Regions from separate parts of the Rattus norvegicus genome. Here region 2 is linked to region 1. A link is a contact called in public Hi-C data. All regions are on one chromosome and are shown on one strand. Each heading gives the region's core, a stretch centred on a gene start, on an enhancer-like site or on the middle of the called end of the contact. The rest is flanking DNA. Distances are from core to core; before and after follow the strand shown. Region 1 overlaps LOC134479385 (a long non-coding RNA gene). Region 2 has its middle 120 kb from the start of Sptssa.

What was found. A called contact is a pair of places that touch in the nucleus more often than the background predicts.
Region 2: a contact with region 1 is called in a Hi-C map of the A7r5 cell line, with 3 times the contacts expected there. The contact joins two enhancer-like sites. A contact is called at or near these places in 6 of 12 Hi-C or Micro-C datasets (the A7r5 cell line, Schwann cells, kidney and 2 more).

The regions. Positions count from the first base shown.
Region 1 is chr6:77,690,724-77,695,846 of GRCr8, reverse strand. It overlaps LOC134479385 (a long non-coding RNA gene), which reads right to left. Exons shown (of 2, transcript XR_010052673.1): 2 at 2,923-3,153. Among named protein-coding and RNA genes, the nearest start is that of Sptssa, 200 kb to the left of the region's middle. Within about 2 kb of position 2,541, at least 13 of the 93 cell types and tissues checked have an H3K27ac peak or open chromatin away from gene starts, as enhancers often do. A contact at or near this core is called in the A7r5 cell line, where this site is marked.
Region 2 is chr6:77,767,163-77,772,285 of GRCr8, reverse strand. No RefSeq gene overlaps it. Among named protein-coding and RNA genes, the nearest start is that of Sptssa, 120 kb to the left of the region's middle. Within about 2 kb of position 2,280, at least 8 of the 93 cell types and tissues checked have an H3K27ac peak or open chromatin away from gene starts, as enhancers often do. A contact at or near this core is called in the A7r5 cell line, where this site is marked.

The sequences.
Region 1 (5,123 bases), core at 1,292-3,791:
GTGCTCCTCAGCACTTGTGTGAAACACCTGCTCATGGTGATTGCCAAAGGCCCAGGAGCTGTTGGAGACTCTATATCCTGTTTGGGAATTGTTTCAAATGAAACCAATGACTCTTCCCTGCATCAAGACGGGTGTTTTTTAAGGGCAAAGGAGGGGATCTACAAGGACTGGTGCTTCAGGGAAGTGGTGCTCTGCACAGCAACCTCAATCTGCCCGTGGCACCTCCCCCTCTTTGCAGGTTCTCAGGGGCTGGAGGACAGCCCCAAGCTGCTGTGGGAAGGTCCTGGGAATCTGGGTAAAGATGCTTCCCGGTATCTTCTCCACCTTGATCCTCTGGTCAACTTTTCTTCTCCGTGTTCCTCATTCCACTGACATTTGCTGAGAGTCCTGTGCCCAGTGCAGCTCCCGCCCCTGGGACACAGGTCTGTTCTCTGATTTCCTGGGATTTACAGCCTTTAATTTCCCGTTTCTTTCCACGGTTTTCTCTAGCCTCCTTTTACTCCTTTCTGGTTTTCCTGTTCTTTTCTGTGCTCATGCGTTAAAGGGACAGACATATAAAGGACGTGTTCCCACGTCAGTGTTTCGTTGTCTGCATTTACGGGCAGAGACAATTTAGAGCTGGGAGGCCTAAGGGTCGGTAACCTGGGTCTGCATTGGCCTCATCTCTTGAAGAAGACGAGCAGAATTCAACATCTCTATTAAGAAATTTGATAACGGCCAGATGTGGTAGTGCACTCCTGCCATCCTAGCACAGCTGCTCTCAACTTGTTGTGGTGGTCCCCAACCATAAAATCACTTTGTTGCTACTTCATAACTACAATTTTGCTACTGTTATGAGTAGTAGTGCATATCTGATATGTAGGAATCTTGATATGCAGCCCTCAAACGGGTGGTGACCTACGGGTTGATAAACATTGTGCTAGCATTAAGAAGGTAGAAGCAGGCAGAACCAGGACCACCAGTGCTATACAGTGAGACTCATTAATAAAAATATCCCATACCCACAACCAACCAACCAACCAACCAACCCCCACTCCCCACCTCTGCAAAATGCATCCTCATCTAACCTATGCTCTGGTGGTAATGCTGCCCAGTGAAATTAAGCTCTAGGGAGTGTGTGTGTGTGTGTGTGTGTGTGTGTGTGTGTGTCCACACACATGCTTGAGCATACAAGACTATCCTCCTAGCCAAACAACTGTCATCTCGGGGGTTCGACTGTTCCTGTTTGCCAAAGATTGTCCCCACTGCTGGGACTGTGGATGGGTTACATCCCCTCACAGAGGGGTGGGAAGGGTGCCGAGCCTGTGAAGGTCATCTGTGTACCTAGCTGCTTCCAATCACCCACAGCCCTTCCCCAAGTGCACTTGGCCTCAAGGAGGGGCTAGTGCATCTAGGCTGGGAAAGGGTAGGGAGGGGACATGTGTAAGAGTAAGCACCTCATCATGTTCTAACCCAATAACCACGTTAGTCTGTCTACTGGGACCTTAGGAGGAAAGGCAGATGCTGTTTATGTCTCCTCTTGGGATGGGATTTTGGAAACAAGTGTGTAAGGACTGTCTGGAGGGCTGGGACAGGACAGAGCAGTGCAGACCAGAGGCACTAGAAGGTTCACAGGCCTCCCTGACCATTTGGTCTACACCCTGTCAGGGCTGTGGGTCTGCAGTCCTTCGTATGCTCACATGTTGGCATGACTGAGCTTTGGGGCCCTAGCTCTGACCTGGCTGATCCTAGACTTTTCTCCTTCACAGTCAGATGTGAGCCAGGTCCTTTGCATCTGCCCTGCTCACCTCTCTTCTGGGGGAGATGCCCTGGTTGTTTCTCTGACATCCCTGGCTTCGTAGGCAGCAATTTGGCTACTATGGAACTATTTCAATTGGTTTGGGCACAGGAATCATGGGATTCATAGAATCCCATACTGGTAAGCTGAGAAAATGCAGAAGCTGGGGCAGTCCCAAGGAGCCCAGCAGACAAAATCCGTGGACCTTCCCTAGGATCCCGACATTAGCATGGTTCAGCCTTCGCACCTCCTGTTATAAACAGTCAGTAGGAAGGTGTGTGAATTCCTTGTGCTTTGAAATCCACCCCAGCCCATTTAATGGTGGGTGGAGACTAGCCCTCCAGGAAAGAAATTGGTGGTAGGGACCAGGGCAGCTTTGGTGAAGGCTGCTGCTGTCTGAAGGAGGTTTGCAGCAGTGTGTATATTTCTCTTCCCGAGCAGGAGAGAGAGAGTTAAATAGCAGGGATACTTAAATAGCAGGGACCAATCCCAGGCTCTGCTGGGGCACTCAGCTCATCCTCCTGGGTCTAAGTGTTTGCTTCCTTGCTCCCTGTGTAAGTACTCAGTTATCAAACCAGTGTCGTGGAAGGCACCGGCCTGTGATTTATGTATCATAAAAGAGCCAGCGTGTTTGAGGCTCACACTTATCATAGAAAAAACATTAAATGAGACTAATGGACGCCGGCACATGCACATTCCATTGCGACCGGCCCTGGGCCCGGCCACGCTGATTTTCAGGGCACAGATCTCCAAGCAGCTGAAGCAGAGTCAAAAGGTCTGTCAGCTTCCCTCCAGGCTACTTCCCTATCCGAGTGCTTTCGCAAAGACTGTGTTTTCAGAGTTAAAATCCTAATGAGAAGCCAAAATCCAAGCTGATGACACCATTTAAAATGAGAGTTATCAAGTCACAGTTCCAGAGGGAAGGCCTCTTTGACCTAACGCTGAGCAATTTCTTATAGTCTCGGAGTCCATTTGAATCCCGGAGAGCCGAGTTTTCATTAAGCCTAACACTTACTGGAAGTGAGTGCCCCCGCCATCAGTCTGCTCTGGGTCCTAGGTCTTTATCAGTAGCAGGCTCTAGGTGGCGCTACAACGCAACTAGTCACCGCAAAGCCCGCAGAAAAAATCAAAGGAAATTACAGTGCTCTAATAAATTAGTGACATCATTTAAGGAAAAGGGGGTACGGCAGTCACCACGTAGAGGCTTCTGTAGTGGAGGCAGGCTGGGGGTGGGTGGGGTTGGTGACCACCATTTTCAGTGACAGGTGGAAAGGCCATTATGTAACTAGAGGTGGTTTGTCCTCCAGTCTTAATCCAAGAATCTCTCTTCTCTTACCTCACGGGAGAAGAGAGGGCAGGCAGAGAGAATGGAGAGCCTGAGAAACAGAAAAGAACAAGATAAACACGAATTAAAAAATTACAATTGCAATTGTCTTATCTTGAAGGAGAATTTGGTCCAAAGCACACAAAATTTCTCCCAGTTCATACTTCTACCAGACCACCGAATTGATAAGAGGGATGGTCTCGTCAGGATAGAGAATCACGTACAGTAACCCCAATTAAAGGTGCCTTTCATGAGTGGTAAGTGAATAAAAGGAGTTAAGAGACCCGTCAGATGTCTCTTCTTAGGGGCCACATAGGCTAACAGTTGCTTGTGTTAGGTTTGTGTTCATCAAAACAAATTTTGATGGCTTTGGGGTACCTGGGAAGTCCTAACTTGGACCTTGATTTCTCTTGTTTTCAAAGGACAAGTCCATTTTCTTACATTTCTAAAGGACTCTAGATCTCTGGTTCTCAGGGGGATGTCTGGACCAAACAGCACCGGCTTAGAACTCGTTAGAGAAGAAAATTCTTGGGCCATAACTGATCATAGTTATTGCCCACTGGACTAGGGATCACCTATGAGACACACTTCTGGGTTATTTATATATGATGGTGGTGGTGGTGCTGATGGTGGTGGTGGTGGTGATGATGATGATGATAGGGGTGTGTGTGTGTGTGTGTGTGTGTGTGTGTGTGTGTGTGTGCACTCGAGCCTCCAGGTATTTATGTAAACCACATGCACGCCGGTGTTCACAGAGGCCAGAAGAGGGTATTGGATTCTTAGGGCCTGGAGTTGCATATAGTTGTGAGCCACCATGGGGGTGCTGGGAACTAGACTTCAGGTTCTCTGGAAAAACAGTAACTGCTGTTAACCTTTGTGCCACCTCTCCATTGACATACCTCTGGACGTGTCCGTGAAGATGTTTTCAGAGAGGTTTAACTGAGGAGGAAAAGACCCACTCCGAATGTGGGTGGCATTATCCCATGGGCTGGGTTAAATGGAAGCAAAGGAGAGTGCAGGCTGAACACTAATGTTTGTCTCTCTCTGCTTCCTCTACATGGTGATTGGCTGCCTCACGCTCCCCTGATGCCACGGACTATCTAACCAAAATAAACCCTTCCCTTGTTACATTGTGTTTACCAGGTATTTTGAAACAGCCGAGAAACATCACAAACACACCCCATAACTCAGAAACCCCCCCCCCGGGGGGGTGGGGTGGGGCTTAGTGGGCTACAGTTCAGCTGCTCCTCCAGGTGGTTCTGAAGCCCACTGAAGTTCGAGCACATTTACTCCAAAGAGCCTCTCAAATTCTCAGGGGGTGAAGTTGGAAGAGATAGGTGGTGACCAGACAGCATTTGAGTCTCTATTCAGTTAGCAATGTGATAATTAAAATCGTCGACTAAAATAAAACCCTGTATTATTTAAACTATTTTCTTTCCTCTTCCGCAGAAAACTATATATAATGAGTTTCCCTTCGTCAGTAGGGAAACTCATTATATATATAGTAAGTGCTACATGAATAAGATAATTCTACTTGGGAAGGTGGGAGGAGGAAGGCTTATGGGGTAGCAAAGGACATCTGAGCAGTCTTCAATGGTGAGAATGTCTAATGAGGCAGAGAAGGACTTGTGACTTTGAATTGTTGACTTTTATCATTGTCAAAGAAGAAATTTGTCTACTTTAAAATGTAAAGGAGTGAAGCATGTGTGTATGTGTGTGTGTGTGTGTGTGTGTGTGTGTGTGTGTTTGTAGAGGGGGGGATTGTGTTTCCCTTCTACCATTTGGCTAAAGCCATGAGTTTCGCAAAGTCACCTATGAAGAGGAAAAACCCAGCTATTCTTGGCCTTTGATTTGGTGAAGTAATGTCTACAAATTTCTGAGGAGCCCAGTGACTCAAGAATATTCTGCTCAGCCAAAGTGTTGGTCAAATCTAATGACAACAGATAGTACATTCTCATGTTCCAGTGAATTCAAGAAGGAACCAACACACCTTAGGAAAAATAATTATTCTGTGACAAGTTT
Region 2 (5,123 bases), core at 1,031-3,530, 77 kb before region 1:
GTTATATGTATCATGAAATGAAATAATATTGGAAAAGTAACAGATTTGTACCTGGCATGTGGAAAATTAAGAAAATGTCATTTAAGAACAGCTAGCTAGGCAGGGTGTACACCTTTAATCCCAGCAGGTAGGTCTCTGAGTTCGAGGCCTGTCTGGTCTACAAAGTGAGTTTTAGGATAGCTAGGGCTGTCACAGAGAAACTGGGTCTCAAAAAACCAAAAACCAAAACAAAACCAAATCAAACCAAACCAAACCAACCAACTATCCAACCAACCAACCAACCAACCAACCAACCAACCAACCAACCAACCACCCCCCACCAAAACCCAGCTAGCTAGCCAGACATGGTGATCGTACCTTAAATCCTAGCACTCAGGAAGCATTGTCAGAGGATCTCTGTGAGGTCGAGGCTAGCCTGGTCTACATAGTGAGATCCAGGCCAGCTACAGCTACACAGTCAGACACCGTGTCAAATACAAAAACAAAAACAAAACAGGAGCCGGAGATATGGCTCAGAGGTCAAGAGTACTCCAGAGGACCTGAGGTCAATCTCCAGCACCCACAGGACAGCTCAGAACTCTCTAACTCCAGTTTTAGGAGATCTGACACCTTTACACCAACATACACTAGGGAAAACACCAATGCACACGAAAATAAAAATAAATTATAAAACAAAACAAAGGAAAAAACCAAACAACAATAACAACAAGAAAACCAACAAAAAGCAGAACGAAACCCACCAATTGGGTTCCCTTACTAAATGACTCAAACACTGTCATGTGTTCAGCACTCAAATCCAGGTTTCAGGAAGAGACAGTGCTGTAGGTCATGTGTCTCTGGGAGTGCTGTGTCACTTAAACCCACCCATGCCAGGTAGAATACTTTGTGACAACCCTGCCTCCCCTTGCATGATGTCACCACTTGAGAGGCCAGGTTACAGTTTATTGATTCATGGTGGGAATGATTAGGTAAGGAGAGTTGAGAGGCAACAAAGTAGCTAGAAAGACAGGTCAACGCCTTTCTAGCCACTGGCATCTAAATCCAACTTCCCTCCTGGCTCAGAGAACATGTTGTTTTATCCATACTGTGAGAAAGCCGCACAAGATTTCTCTAGAGATTTTATGAATGGGAGTGAGAAACGGAGGAGAGCCAAGGACAGCAGCTGACCTATTCTCCTGGACCATGCAATACAAAATCTTTTGTGGCACAGCTTTGGACAATCTCTGATACTGTGCAATAAGGGTAGGTGTTCTTCCGAAACCCACCTTCCCCCGGGAGCACTGGCCCAAGCCCTGAACACTGCCCCAGGACCACACCCCTACCCTGTGCGCACACCTCCCTGCCCCTACATAGTGGTATACACGGAGTACAGGTATGTGAGCAAGGTTCCTGCCATACAAGGGCCACAGAAACCTGAGTCCTTTGAGAGCCAGCTCCAGACCAACTGGATACGCAGGTCTATGGCCAAAGTAAGGCCAAAAGCCAAACTGATGTGCATGGGTGGGCCACCGGAAGGCTTGCACAGGCTCAGTGGAGGCTGGGTGCCACGGAAGCTTTGCTGCTGTGTAGCAGACTCAGGTTTTTCTTTTGTTTTTATCTAACAATCTTTAAAACCACCAGCTGGGGCTGGGGAATATGTTCTGAGTTATTGTTTTTGTTCTAGAGGCCCAGCAGAGTTCTTTGAGAATTACCTTGTGCTTTAAAGTCTGAATCACTCACTTCCAGTTTTCCCCTTTCTCCAGGCCAGGGACCACAGCGAAGAGGGGCTGGCTGATTACATACGTGCATGCCAGGGGCTATGCAAAGCCCTGTGCTGTATCATCGGTGAGAGAACGAAAGCCCACCCTTTCTGGGGTCCCCTTTGTAACATTGTGCTTTTCTTCTGGCTGGTTGGATTAGTTAAAATTTCATCAGCTTCTCTTACATGGGTTTTCTCTTGTCACATCATGAAAAGGGAGGATGTCTTTTGAATAGGCGGGACGCCCCACAAAATAGGAAAGAGACCTCTCTATCCACTTCTTCTGGACACTTGATTTTTTCCTCCCAAGATGAAGCAAGTGGGATGGTTGTGTTTCCAAACAACATACCTTTGTTGTTCACTGCTTTTTATTAAGGGGGAAAAAGATTCCCTCTCCCCCGCACCCCTGAGGTTCTGTGTTCAGTGTGTCCTGCTTTCTAATCCCTGCCAAAGCTACATCTCAGAAACAGCCGCAAGTAGGAGCAGCCAGAGGACATTATGGCACCCGAGCAGTAGGGGGCAGTATGACACAGTTGAACAGAGGTCCACGGGCAAACATCAGAGAGAAGGCTGCTTGAGACAACAAAGGCAAAACTGCTAAAGGCTGTAAATCTTGGCATGCTGAATTCCTATGCAAGAGACTGTCGTGGTTGTATCGTAATTAAACATGCTGCTAGAACGTAATTCCTTCACTGATGACTTCCTCTTAGTGGCCTCATTTTCCATAGAGCAAGCCAGAGACTGGTTTCTGGATGTGTGGATTGCAAGGATTTCTGGGGTAGAGCTTTCATTTTCTGTGTTAAATACAACAAAAGAAAAGTCAATCTATACGGTCATTGCAACCAGGCGTTTCCTAACCCGTGTCTTTATGGAAATGGGGCTGGGTGGCTGGTTGTCTAAGGGTGGGATTTGCCTAAAGACAAGCTAACTCAGAATCCTCCGGCCTTGGGAGGCAAGCAGGTGGAGAGGAGAAAGAACACTTTGCTTAGGAAGTTAGAAGTCCAAAGTGAAGGTGTTGGCAGGGCTGTGCTCCCTATAAACCCTGTGAGAGTCCTCCTCTGCCTTGTGTGAGCTTCTGGTGGAGTCCTATGGCTTGAGGCAGTGCCGTTTTGTTCTACTCCCCTGTCTTCCTATGCCTTTCGTACTGTGTCCTTTGTCTCCATGGGGTTGTTTTCTTTGTAAGGACAATGTGGTTCTATTCAATAAGTCGTCTACTGCACTTTAGGGTGACATCATCTTAACTGGCTACATTTGCAAGGATTCTTTCCAAATATCATCATATCGTGGGCCACTGGGGATTAGACTTTCAATGTATCTTCTTCTTGGAGGGTGAACAATATAACCCGTAAGAGGTCATAGATACTTTTGAGTAATTTATACTTATGTTTATTCATAGTCACATCAAGAAATACTATTACAGTATTTGTGTCTTTAACCAATCATGCGGCTATTGCCGGCATTTAATTTTAAGGACATTTTTTTTTCTTTTTTCTTTTTTTTTTCCCCGGAGCTGGGGACCGAACGCAGGGCTTTGCGCTTGCTAGGCAAGCACTCTACTACTGAGCTAAATCTCCAACCCCCTTTTAAGGACATTTTAATTAACATATGTTAATTATACAAAAAGGGTTTTTATTATGTGATGTTTGTATTGTTCCTATGATACACTTTGATTCTACTCACTCCCACCCATTGTTGCTCCTCCCCTTGCCCCAACTAATGGCAGCTTCCTCCCTCCCTGAAAAGGTTAGGAATTATCTTGGAGATGATTTGACACTGCTTGGATGGTGCCTGGTTTCATTTTGGTTCATTTTTGCTAACTCTTAGGGTCTTACTTAGGTTTCTACCTTTATCATGCTTGGACTCACATTTATTTAGGAGCTCAAAATAGCTTCTGCCTGAACAAAGACTTGAACCTTGTACCCTCAGATTAAAAGTCTGCTGTCCTACCAACTGAGCTATCCATACCCCTTAGAGCAGAATTATTTAAATATAAGTTGATCACAGTGTCTACCTGTTCTAAAACCTCTGTGGTTTCTATTCTTTCTTGGGATTTGAATTCCAAGCCTGAACTAAATGATTTGGCCTCACATATGTGGCAGCCCCTGTCACATCCCTTTTCTCTCCTCTTTGCCTAGGCTTGGCTTCTTCCACAGGGGGTGGGGGTTGGGGGATAGGGGTTGTGGGGGGTGTTGTGGGGGAACTTTGCCCCTCATTGTTCTGATATCCAGATTGTTTCCCCCTTCATTTCCGGTAGACTGCTCAAGGAGAACCACGCTCTTTCTCTCTTTACATAGCTTTCCCTTCCTTTCCCTTATCTTTCTCTGAGAGTTTATCATGTATGTTTGTTCAGTATCTGCTTCCTCTCCCATTACAGGACTGCTGTTTGGGACGTTGGTCCGTTTTTGAGACATTGAAGGTGTCTAGAACAGAGCTTGGAACATGGTAGGCATCTCATAATTATGTATTGAACAAATCAATAAATGTAGATAATTTAAACTTCAACCTGTTTCCTAATTATATCAAACAGTAATAAATCTACCAGTACTTGGAAGAAGAGCCTGAAATGAAAGATGCAAGGATATTAAATATTTTGATTAATAATAGAGTATACTAAATGAAATGTTTTGTAAAATGGCTATCACTGTAAAACTGGAAATGGCTGCTGTTTTTCACTGACTCTGTGTGAGGGCATATTCTGAGGCCCTCATTTGTTTATTATTATTATTATTTTTATCTTTTTGTTTGTTTCTTTTTTGAGGGGCATTTAGATAGAGTTTCTCTGTGTAGCTCTTCTGTTCTTGGAGCTCTCTCTGTAGGCCAGGCTGGCCTCTGTCTCTGCCTCCCAAGGGCTGAGACTCAGGGTGTGTGCCATCGCCTCCCGGGTCATTTCCATCTTTTTTCAATGTTCAAGATGCATCTCTTTTTATTTTCTTTATTACACAAGTGAGGAAATCAGAGCCAACGAAGCCTCAACAATTTACCAGATCGATACAAGTGAATACAGAATTCAAATCCAGATCTGGCTGCCTTCATAGACCTCTTCATAATTTGGTGCTAACCCTAACTCTGCCTGTCTTCCTATCCATCTGTCTCTCATTGATTAACTTATCCTGCTGTTGTGAGGCCTCACCTCTTATAGAGAGCCATTTCTGTGTTCAAGGAAGTTTTTCAAAGAGTGATTAGTCTTGTGGAAGATACACATATGCATACTTGATAATTGATCTTTTTACAGAAAAATGAACAGTACCACAAGTTTGCACACACCGTCCCCTGGTCCTATAATGATTTTCCTTCTGATTAACGTCTTGCATTGCTGGCTCATTTGTTTTAGTGGATGGACCAATATCGATGCACCATTATTAATTACGGTCCACAGTCTCCTTCA